2 separate regions of the Mus musculus genome follow, and region 1 is linked to region 2. A link is a contact called in public Hi-C data. All regions are on one chromosome and are shown on one strand. The core of a region is the stretch at or near the end of the contact, and the rest is flanking DNA. Distances in the headings are between cores, read along the strand shown. Region 1 overlaps Egfr (epidermal growth factor receptor). Region 2 overlaps Egfr (epidermal growth factor receptor).

What was found. Hi-C and Micro-C count contacts between places; a contact is called where the count stands out from the background.
Region 1: a contact with region 2 is called in a Hi-C map of uterus, with 3 times the contacts expected there. The contact joins two enhancer-like sites. A contact is called at or near these places in 6 of 484 Hi-C or Micro-C datasets (3T3-L1-derived adipocytes, the N1E-115 cell line, embryonic fibroblasts and 3 more) and 4 of 115 datasets of contacts at active chromatin or transcription factors (Th17 cells, embryonic stem cells, heart atrium and 1 more).

Annotation. Positions count from the first base shown.
Region 1 is chr11:16,865,070-16,869,922 of GRCm38.p6, forward strand. It overlaps Egfr (epidermal growth factor receptor), which reads left to right. Exons shown (of 28, transcript NM_207655.2): 5 at 2,162-2,230; 6 at 3,039-3,157; 7 at 4,150-4,291. Among named protein-coding and RNA genes, the nearest start is that of Egfros, 37 kb to the left of the region's middle. Within about 2 kb of position 1,677, at least 15 of the 459 cell types and tissues checked have an H3K27ac peak or open chromatin away from gene starts, as enhancers often do. A contact at or near this core is called in pancreatic cancer cells and uterus, where this site is marked.
Region 2 is chr11:16,799,228-16,804,145 of GRCm38.p6, forward strand. The region is part of intron 1 of Egfr (epidermal growth factor receptor); the gene reads left to right. Among named protein-coding and RNA genes, the nearest start is that of Gm39584, 8.2 kb to the left of the region's middle. Within about 2 kb of position 1,479, at least 84 of the 459 cell types and tissues checked have an H3K27ac peak or open chromatin away from gene starts, as enhancers often do. A contact at or near this core is called in pancreatic cancer cells and uterus, where this site is marked.

The DNA.
Region 1 (4,853 bases), core at 427-2,926, 66 kb after region 2:
GCCACACCCTCTTCCAGCAGTCAGGGATGAGTTCTCATGATCCCTTCCCCCACCCATGCTGGAATGTTGACAGGCTTGGTCATATGCAGGGCTTAGGCAGGCAGCCACAGCTGCTGAGAGTTCCTGAGAAGAACAGATGTGCTGTGTCCAGATGTTGTCTCGCAGCAGTCTTCCCTGGGCTCTGGTTCTTATCATCTTCCCACCCTCTTTTCTGTGATGTTCTTAGAGCCTTAGGAGTGTGGGCTGTGTGGCAGATATTCTATTTATGGCTGACTATTCCATAGGCACTTACTCTCTGCACTTTGGCACTTGAGAGTCTCTGTAGTAATCGTTATCTAACACACAAAGAAGCCTCTCTGATGAGGACTGAGCACTAATGACTGTAGAGATAAGTATTTGGAGGGCAGCTTGATGATGTGTCTGTGTAGCAAAATAATAGTAGTCAGTTCTTCCCGAGAGCTCAGGAGCTCTTGAGCCATGGGATCCTGGCCAAATTTGCAGTACCAGGCACAGTGTCCATCTGTGGAGTAGGTCTTAAGTCAAGCTAAAGAATGGTTAGTTTCTCCTCATAACGTTCGCACACATCTTGCCAGGTAGTCATTAGTCCTATCTCTTAAAGTCCCCATCACCTCTCTGTGCCATAAAGCGTGAACCTCTAGGAGTCGTTACGTATTCAAACTATAGCACTCATCATGAGAATAAGCCTAAGTGAACCAAAATTGCATAAATAAGTGACATTTCAAGTAAGAGTTGATTCAGTAAATTGTTCTGCAGTGCCAATGATTAAGGGACAAATAGCCCAAGTATTAGAGCTATAACAGATTTTTAAAAACAACTAGAAAATGAGAGTTATATATATTAGAAGATAGGGAATCTCTATCCCCTGGATCTCTTCCTTCTACTCTCCTCATTGAATAGCTGCAGATGCGCGTTCCTTTTGAGAAGTTTGCACTTCATCTTTAACAACAAAATCAGTATTATGAGGTGGCTTTAAATGCTATACATGTGAGGCATCTGAGATTCAGAAGAGCAGCCCACTGTGGCCAACATATTTTATCATTGATAAAGTTTACAAATTGAGGTTATAAGAGTGAATTTATGAGAAAGAAAAAAAACATAAAATCATCAGCTACTCCATGCATCAATATAAGTTCCAAATATGTATTAAGTATATGTAAGTATATATAAATAAATATGTTATATTTATACAAAATATAGGTGTAGTTCTAGAAGGAAACATGAGGATAAATATTTATAGTATCAAGTATCAAGTTGCAAAGAGAGTTCTGACACCGTCAAATAAGCTTCCATGTGAAATAAAATTGTTCTGTGAGATAAGATTGCCCGAAGAGGGCTACAGAACTAAGCAGAGTGGTCTCTACAAGCCTAATGGAGGTGGTAAGTAAGCAGCACCACAAAAAAGTGAAGGCGAGAAAAGTAAATGTGCTTCCCAGAAAGAAATTCTCAACATCTGTGCTGGTCAACATGTTGATCGTCAGTTCTCAGGATGATTAATGGCTGAATAGAAACCCTTTGCAGCTGCAACTTGATATTGACCAACTATAAAAATACAAATATTTAGCAATTACAAAGATTTCCAGACAGTAGTATGCCAGCTATTAACTAAGGTTTTAGGTGATTAGCCAAGTGACTCACAGAATTAGAATGTTCGCTTCCTGTGTCATGTTCTGCACCACTTCATGGCTTGGAGGAAAGGAGTGTTCATTTACCAGACTCAACATAACATCCTAAATATCTAGTGATGATTGCCCCACACAGTCAGTCAAGACTGAATGTAGCAAGGTGCATAAGTGTACATTGAGCGGATCTGGTTAGAGAGAAGCCTAATCAGGTGGCACCTCCGAAACCCTAAATTCATTAGCTTTGTCATTTGTGTGGCTGTGACAAGTCAGTAAGTAACCTCTGTCTCAGCTTCCACAGCTGAAGTACAAGCAAAAGCAGCCCAAGGCTCACCATTTTTTCTTTTGTGCAGGAGTCCTTTAATTTAGCTTACAAAGCATCCAACCCAACTATGAATACAAAGTTTCCAAGCTGTTCCTCATTTCTAGGACATTCTTTAGGACCTTGAGAGAGTTGTCAGTTGCGTGTTATTTGTTACTTTTATTGAAATGCACATTTAACTACTTGATTTTTATTTCAGGCCCCAAATGTGATCCAAGCTGTCCCAATGGAAGCTGCTGGGGAGGAGGAGAGGAGAACTGCCAGAAATGTAAGTCAGTGCAGCATCAGGGCCTGAGAAACATGCCCTGGTGAGGGAGTCCACACAGTATGTGGTCCTCCACTCCTCCGCTTTGTGACTGAACAAGTACAGGAGCTTGGCAAAAGACTCAGAGTTAACCACTTCATGAGCATCAGTCTTGGAAACATCACAGTGCACAACTATCTAAGGCTTACTACGTGGGATAATTTAACCTGTCATTAAATGCAAGAAAGCCAACCACCCAAGTGTCCATGGTGACACACAGGATGCCTTGTCCCCTGATCCAATCCTCCCCGTTTTCCAGAGCCAACTAATATAGAAGTTTGACGGTGTTGCTCCACAGAGTTCATGTGTGAATCCTACTAACTTAAAAAACAAAGTTTAATTTACTTCAGCATGGTTACTGCTTCACTCAAAGAACCTGGGCGTGTGTCAGCTTCAAAATTGACTGTAGTTCATTGCCTTTGTGACCTAACTATCTCGTTCCTTTAAACACTGCCTCCTGCCAGGAGCTCTTCTTGCTATGTGCCTTCTGTATTGCCAGAAATTCCCTAGATAATATCTACTTATTCAAAAGATCTGATCAGACTTGTTTCGATTATTTCTCCCAAGTGATTTGAGATAAATGATAAAAATGTACCAAGGGGAAAGTTGTGATTATATTGTTTGGCTGACTGTGAAAGCCTAGAAGCTGCTCCCTGTCACAAAACCCATGGTTCCTCCTTTATTTCTTTCTACTGGGTGCAAGCATTCCTTGGTGTCTCTAGAAGATGAGCTGCCACTTAAACACAGCTCACTGGTAATCTTTCTTTTTCAGTGACCAAAATCATCTGTGCCCAGCAATGTTCCCATCGCTGTCGTGGCAGGTCCCCCAGTGACTGCTGCCACAACCAATGTGCTGCGGGGTGTACAGGGCCCCGAGAGAGTGACTGTCTGGTAAGACTCTGGCTACTGGGGAGTTGTGCTGCAGAGCTGTGCACGTGCTCGACATCTGACTGTGACAGCAGCCTTCATGTGGTGCACATTTTAATTAAGTGTTGTCATGGACAACAGTAGCAACATTATGAGAAATGAAGGGAGCTCTTCTTCTGTAAGACCCCCTGAGAACCATCCCAGTTACCCAGACCTTTGGGCAGTATGGCATGTGCACACCATATTTTCATGCCTCTTGGGCTGCTCCCCTCCTAATCCTACCCCATCCCACAGTGTCTCCCCTCAGACCCTCTACCTCTGGTGAAAGCTCTAGTGTTAACTTTGCAGCTGTCAGGGGTTAGTGAATGTGATTCCTGGGGTCCTTGCCAACCCAAGCAAACTCCATTAGGCTCCAGAAAAGGAAGTCCACCTAAAGGTAGAGTCTAGAGTATTCTATCATTCTGGAACAGAAGATTCTTAAATTCTATAAACTAAACCTAGCTCCAGGCATCTTTTTTTTTTTTCACCTGGGTAGTCTGGTCTGATTCAAATGGGCAGCCCGGGGATAAAACTACAAATGGAGTTCTTAGAAAGATCCAACAGCTCTCTACATGGAATCTTCTTGCTAAGATTTCTGCAGTTTGTCCATAAATTATAAAATATATTCTTATAGTGTTCTTTATGAAAGAAACCCAGTAAAAACTGAGTTTAAAAATAGTTACAGCATACTTTCCAATATCATGTGTAGATTTCATTATTACCTTTTTTTTAACCACAAACCCTAGGCTGTATCAATTGAGACAGTCAGTATACTTAAAAATGTATACTTAGTACTCATAAGAGGAAGGTGTTTCTGACTATCCTGGAAAGGCTTACTAGACATTTTTCCTCTCTAATTGAGCATGTAAAACACCGAAAACTGTCACTGTCCCACTGACCTGCAGGCTGCCTGGCACTGGGTTCCTTTCATTTGGATGCCACATCCTTGACCAGACATGTTGTCCCTCCTATGACAGGTCTGCCAAAAGTTCCAAGATGAGGCCACATGCAAAGACACCTGCCCACCACTCATGCTGTACAACCCCACCACCTATCAGATGGATGTCAACCCTGAAGGGAAGTACAGCTTTGGTGCCACCTGTGTGAAGAAGTGCCCCCGTGAGTTTGCCCTTTCACCCAACAGTCCTCATTTCCTCTTCTGTCTTATGCTAGAGTCCTGGGCAGTTTGGAGGCAGCCACTGTGCTTGCCTTGTTGTCCTGTAGGCTAGTGTCTGCCTGGACAGGTGCAAGGATGAGAACCCCACTCAGTGCTGAGCAATGGAGGCAGAGGCAGCCTGCAGCAGTCAGGATGCCTTCCTTTAAAGGGTGGCTTGACCTGCACTGATCCAGTGTTGCTGGCAGCCAGACTGTATAGTACAAACCACCTATCGCTTCACCCCAAGTCAGAGAGGAAGCTTCAGTAACCTGGAGTGTCTTGGAGCTGACTAACACAAGGTCGTGACCCTCTGGGACAACCTTTGTTTGACTCTGCATTGTTTGACTCTGCATTAAACAGACCTAAATTAGAAAAGGCAGCAGACCCACCCCCTTGAGGAGAAGAATTTAGGGCTATGGCTGGGCTCTTGGAGTATTTTGGTTTTGGGTTTGCTTTGATTTACTCATTTGGGTTCAAGTTTTATTCATGTATGATGGTACTCTATGGTACCTATAGGAAAATGGC
Region 2 (4,918 bases), core at 229-2,728:
GAGCTGGCCTGCTCTCATTGCTTCAATTGTGTTCTGCCTCCTAAGAATTCTCATGACAGCAACTTGGGCTTTCAAGTGGCCCAGTGTAGTCAAGTTCAAAACAATATATTCCTAAGCTTCAGGAGGAATGTAGGTATGTTTGATCCATGATATAAACATCATTTAATTCATTAATATTAGAGCCCTGTATGAATCTTCCAATGCTCCTTGTAATAAACCCCAATTAAAGCATGATTGCTTCACACAGAAGCCTCCAGCAAAAGACTTCTGCCTGTTTGAATGCCATTAGTGGAGTAGACAGCTCTCCATTCTCAAAGAATTATTTGTACACACATTGTACTGACCCACTTGAGTATGTCAGATTATGTTATGTCAGAGCTCTGAGGAACTTCATATAAGGTTTGCACCTTCATAGGTATGCCTGGTCCCTGTCACTGGCCATTCTATTGTAGGATGTCAATAAACATGAAGAATAGACAATGGGAAGTGGGAAATGGCAAACAGCAGAGGACATGAATCAGCATGTGCTTTGAAATTAGAAAATGGAAGTCACTGCAGAGAGAGAACCAATAACAGCTAAATAAAAGTTAGATAACACTGCACATTACTGCCAATATATGTGTGCCCTTACTGAGGACATACACAATAATGTGTGACCTGAAGAATCATTTGATGCTTTGGCAAGATGATTGAGGGTCTGCAGTGCACATACAACTCAGCCCTTCCTTCACCTCTAGGACATCTTGGCAAATGTGACAGTTTGAGTGACTAGTGTTCTTTGCCAGCTATAGGCTACTTATATGGTGCTGTGAATGGGCCAAGAATCTGGCCTCTGGAACACAGCATTCCTTGACAGTCATTAAGTAAGGTTTCTGAGGAAAAAAAATATTTATGGCTGTGGGATTGTTTTCTTGAAGATACCTAGAGAACACAGGTGTAACTATGATGCTTTCCTTACTGACTGGGCCTTAGCTTAGTCATGACATTTACACATGAAAGTGAAAACTTGCCCTTTCCTTGGTGTCCCACAGGAAGCCTGCATGTATTCACTGCTGCCTGTGTTGTGTCCTTACAGGGATGTATAAGGGCTGTGTGCCTGTGCTGGGCAACCTGGTTCACACATTCCCCTCTAATTCTCCCTACAAGACTATGATGTGATTAAATAACACCAGTTTACTTTCACATGGAACAACTCAGAAGCACTCGCAGCAGGGCAGCTATTTAGGCTAACAGATCTGAACCTACTAGAGAATTTGGAAAACAGCATTCTAGGGAAGCCCAGGAGCTGCTCTAGGCTGCATGAAGTCTTCCTCTAGAGTTAGCTTCTAGAAGAGATGCTCTGGAGACTTGGCTGGTGAGTGGCAGAGTTGCGTTGTCTTTCGCCCTAAGGCAGCTGCGAAGAGCTGGAGGCTGCGTCCTGAGCTGCTATTGGAGAGCAGGCTCTGACGCATCAGGCTCAGTCTTGTTTAGCTAGAAAAGCTTGGCACAGTTGTAATGTTTCTCCAGCTAAGCACTATCTCAAGTGACCCAGTGACACTGTGGGTGTAGAAGGGGGAGGAGGCGGCCAGGGCTGCTGGGGCAAAGTACATGGCTGTGAAGAACATTTGAAAATAATAAGTGTGAGTCAGAAGCAGGCTTTACTCCTGACACTCTGGAAACCATGCAACACTTATCTTGCTCCTGTTCTTGATAGGATCTTACATGTTTACATTTGCATATGGGCATTCAGGAAGGAAGGAAAGAAGAAATAGGTGGTGGCAGTGAGGATGAGTGTTCCTCCAGTGTTAGGTGACAGAGCTCTGCCCATCAGGCTTCCAGTAACACTTGCCCACAATACCATCCCTGAAGCACTTACCTGCACCAGAAAGTTCCTTTTACATTATCATTTTAGACTTGACACTGTCTCCAGAAAGGGGAAACCTTTTCTACTTTCTTTCTTAAATGATAAGAAATACACACCAGTTATACCAAGTTAGCTAAAATACCTTAGCACATAAAAGTTTATACACCTCTCTCTTCCTCCTTCTGCTCTGGACAGCCTGGGGAAATAAGTTTTATAAACTGTGATGTGTCTTTACTTGCCTACAAAAGTTTGGAGTAGTTTGGAGACCACATGCTCCCTACAGCTAATGAATGAATGAATGAAGTAATGCCCATGCCAGTCTAGCATGGATCAGTCTTGATTAGAGCTTGGGTACTGCTACAGAGCCATAGATTTTGGCTGTCCTAAGAAGGGCAGGGAGTGTCATTGAGATGGAATTGAATAGGCAATACAAGGTCCCTGTGACATCACTTGCCCTGCTCTAGAGCAGTGGATCAGCGGCATGCACAAAGAACCTCCTGACCTGTGTTTCTTTATTGGCCTGTTCATGCTAGCCTGGGCTTCTCTATCGACTAGAGTGGGTTAGAGCAGAGCACCGGACTCCCAACCATTCACCAGCTCTTCTTGTTCTTCTGGATAACAGAGAGGATTTAGGTGGTTTCAGAAGGATAAAGAGAATCAAACTTAGCTTTCTGAAAAGCTATGTGGGTTGAAATAGTCACAGGCTAAATTCAAAGTAAAGGGTGAAGGAGTCCTGTGTTGAGGCTAGGTGAAGAAAAGAAGCCCACATGGGGGTTTGGATGGAACATCCAGAGAGGGAAGGAAGAGGCGGAGTCTAGGAGGGAGCAGGTCAGCAGTCTCAGGGGCTGTAGAGGTAGTGCCCTGTCCCAGCCTGCATTAGAGACAGTAGGTGGGCTGATGTGCCTCGGTACAGATGTGCCCATGTGGATTCTGCCGAGGTGACAAATGGCCAGAGTGTGAATGCTGGAGTGAGGAGAAATGGAAAAGAATTGTGTGTCCTGAATCTGGGAGAGATGTTGAGAAAAAGAGGGTGGGCTTGCACATTACTTCATTTCCCCTCAGAGATGTGCTCTTTGTGTGACTTCTCTTCCAGGGTCTGGATTTCAGCGAAGGTTGAGACGCATGTGAATTAAACCTCCGTTCCATTTACTTTCTACTATTTTGTTTACTGCTGATTTTCTCACGATAGTTTACTGTGATAGTACACTGTACTATCACAGGTTGTTGTCGTTGCTATGGCTGAATACCACAGACCGGATGATTTATAAAATATAGGATTTTGTTCAGCTCAGGGTTAGGAGGCTTGGAAGAGTGAAGTTTGGGAAGCTGCATCTGTGGGGCACCTTTGTGACAGTCAGGACTCTGCAAAGCCTCAAGGCAGTGCAGACAGTCACATGGAAAGGGATGGGATAGGCAAGACAGTTTTGTGACAGGACTACTCTTAAGTTAGCTAAATCATCCATTAGTTCACTAACAGATTAATTCACTCCTGAAGGCAGGTCCTTGTGACCGAATCAGCTCTTAAATATTCTCACCTGGTGTCACCTTTTAATGTTTCCAAGCGAGCCTTAAATTTTGATGGAGTCTTTCAAACCACACTGTGTGCTCTCATTTGCTGATTGTGGAGAATTTTGGTGGCCTTCTGGGTTTGTGTGCAAGAAATAGGCTTGCCTTGTTTGCTTTTTACTGGCTATTATTTTCATAGAACCTCAAAACCTTAGTAGGCAAAGGAAGTGAATCCAACAGCTGGTGAGAAAGAAATGCTGTGTGCTTCTAAGAACTCCGACAAAGCTGAAATAGGCATGCAGCCAGGACAGACATTTGTGCATTCAGGGTTCTTTATATAGTCTATGTTACTCACTCTCTACTAGTAGTATATAATAGCTCACTTTCAATTTCTTGACATAATCATTTGCTAGATAAAAGAAAAGAATCTTATCTCAAAAGTGTTTGCCTTTCATGAATTATGCTTTTTGCACTCATGTTTTCTCATAGTATCTTCTAGAAGGTTTTTGTTTTGTGTTTTAGATTTAAGTATGACATCTTTCCTTTTTAAAGTTTTAAGCAGTTACATCCTGGTGCATGCTTTTGCTATGATGTCCATTTGCTTTGAAAAGGTCCATGTTTTAACATAAGACACTGTAAGGCTGCACTGTGCAATAAGTACCCATCTCTGCTTGTTGTTTAGTACATACAAGATGGAATCCTACCTGTCGATTCACCACACAAGCAGAGCTAGAGGACATTATGTCACAAGGCTGGATGCACAATGGCCATTTTGTGTGACCTCACTTACATGTAGAATCTGAAAGGGAGGGCAGAACCCATAGAGGCAGAGAAGCATGGTCCCCAGGGGCTGAGGAGATGCCCTGGGAAAGCAACCAGATTTCAGTTTGCTGGAGGACATACCTTCAAGAGGTCTATGGAAAATAATAGTGACTACAGCTAATAACAGTGCGTTGCAGACTCTAGAACTGCTAGTGGAGTAAATACGTATCTTTTTACTATTCCAAAATAAAAGAGAAATTATATGAAGTAACACATACATTAATTATCTTAAGTTAGCCATTCCACAGTGATGAAAATATCAATATATCACATTTAGTACCGTAAATATAACAATTTCATTTGTCAACTAAAAATAAAATTAGATAAAATAAATAACATCTACCATAGCGTCGATATAACAATGAAAAATATGGAACTCTGTTGAGCCAGGACACAACCCAGTGACATCAGTCATTTGTCAGGAAGGTTAAATTCCCTGCCCTTACACAAGGAGGCACTTCTTGTAAGCTTGTAAGCTCTGCACACTCACATGTGTTCTGCAAAATGTAAAGACAAACACTCATTTGTGGATCCCAGATGTTGAAGATGCACACCCGACTGTCACACTTCCACAAGATCTTCACATAAAACAACAAATTTGCTTTGAACAGAAATCATTTGAAATGTATTCTTGGCAGAACTGTGTGTGACCAGGGAATAGAAATGATTAACAGAATGTTATGGATTGTGGACTATTGCAACAAGAGAAGTTATCCATTGATGCCATCTGCACACAAGACCCACCCC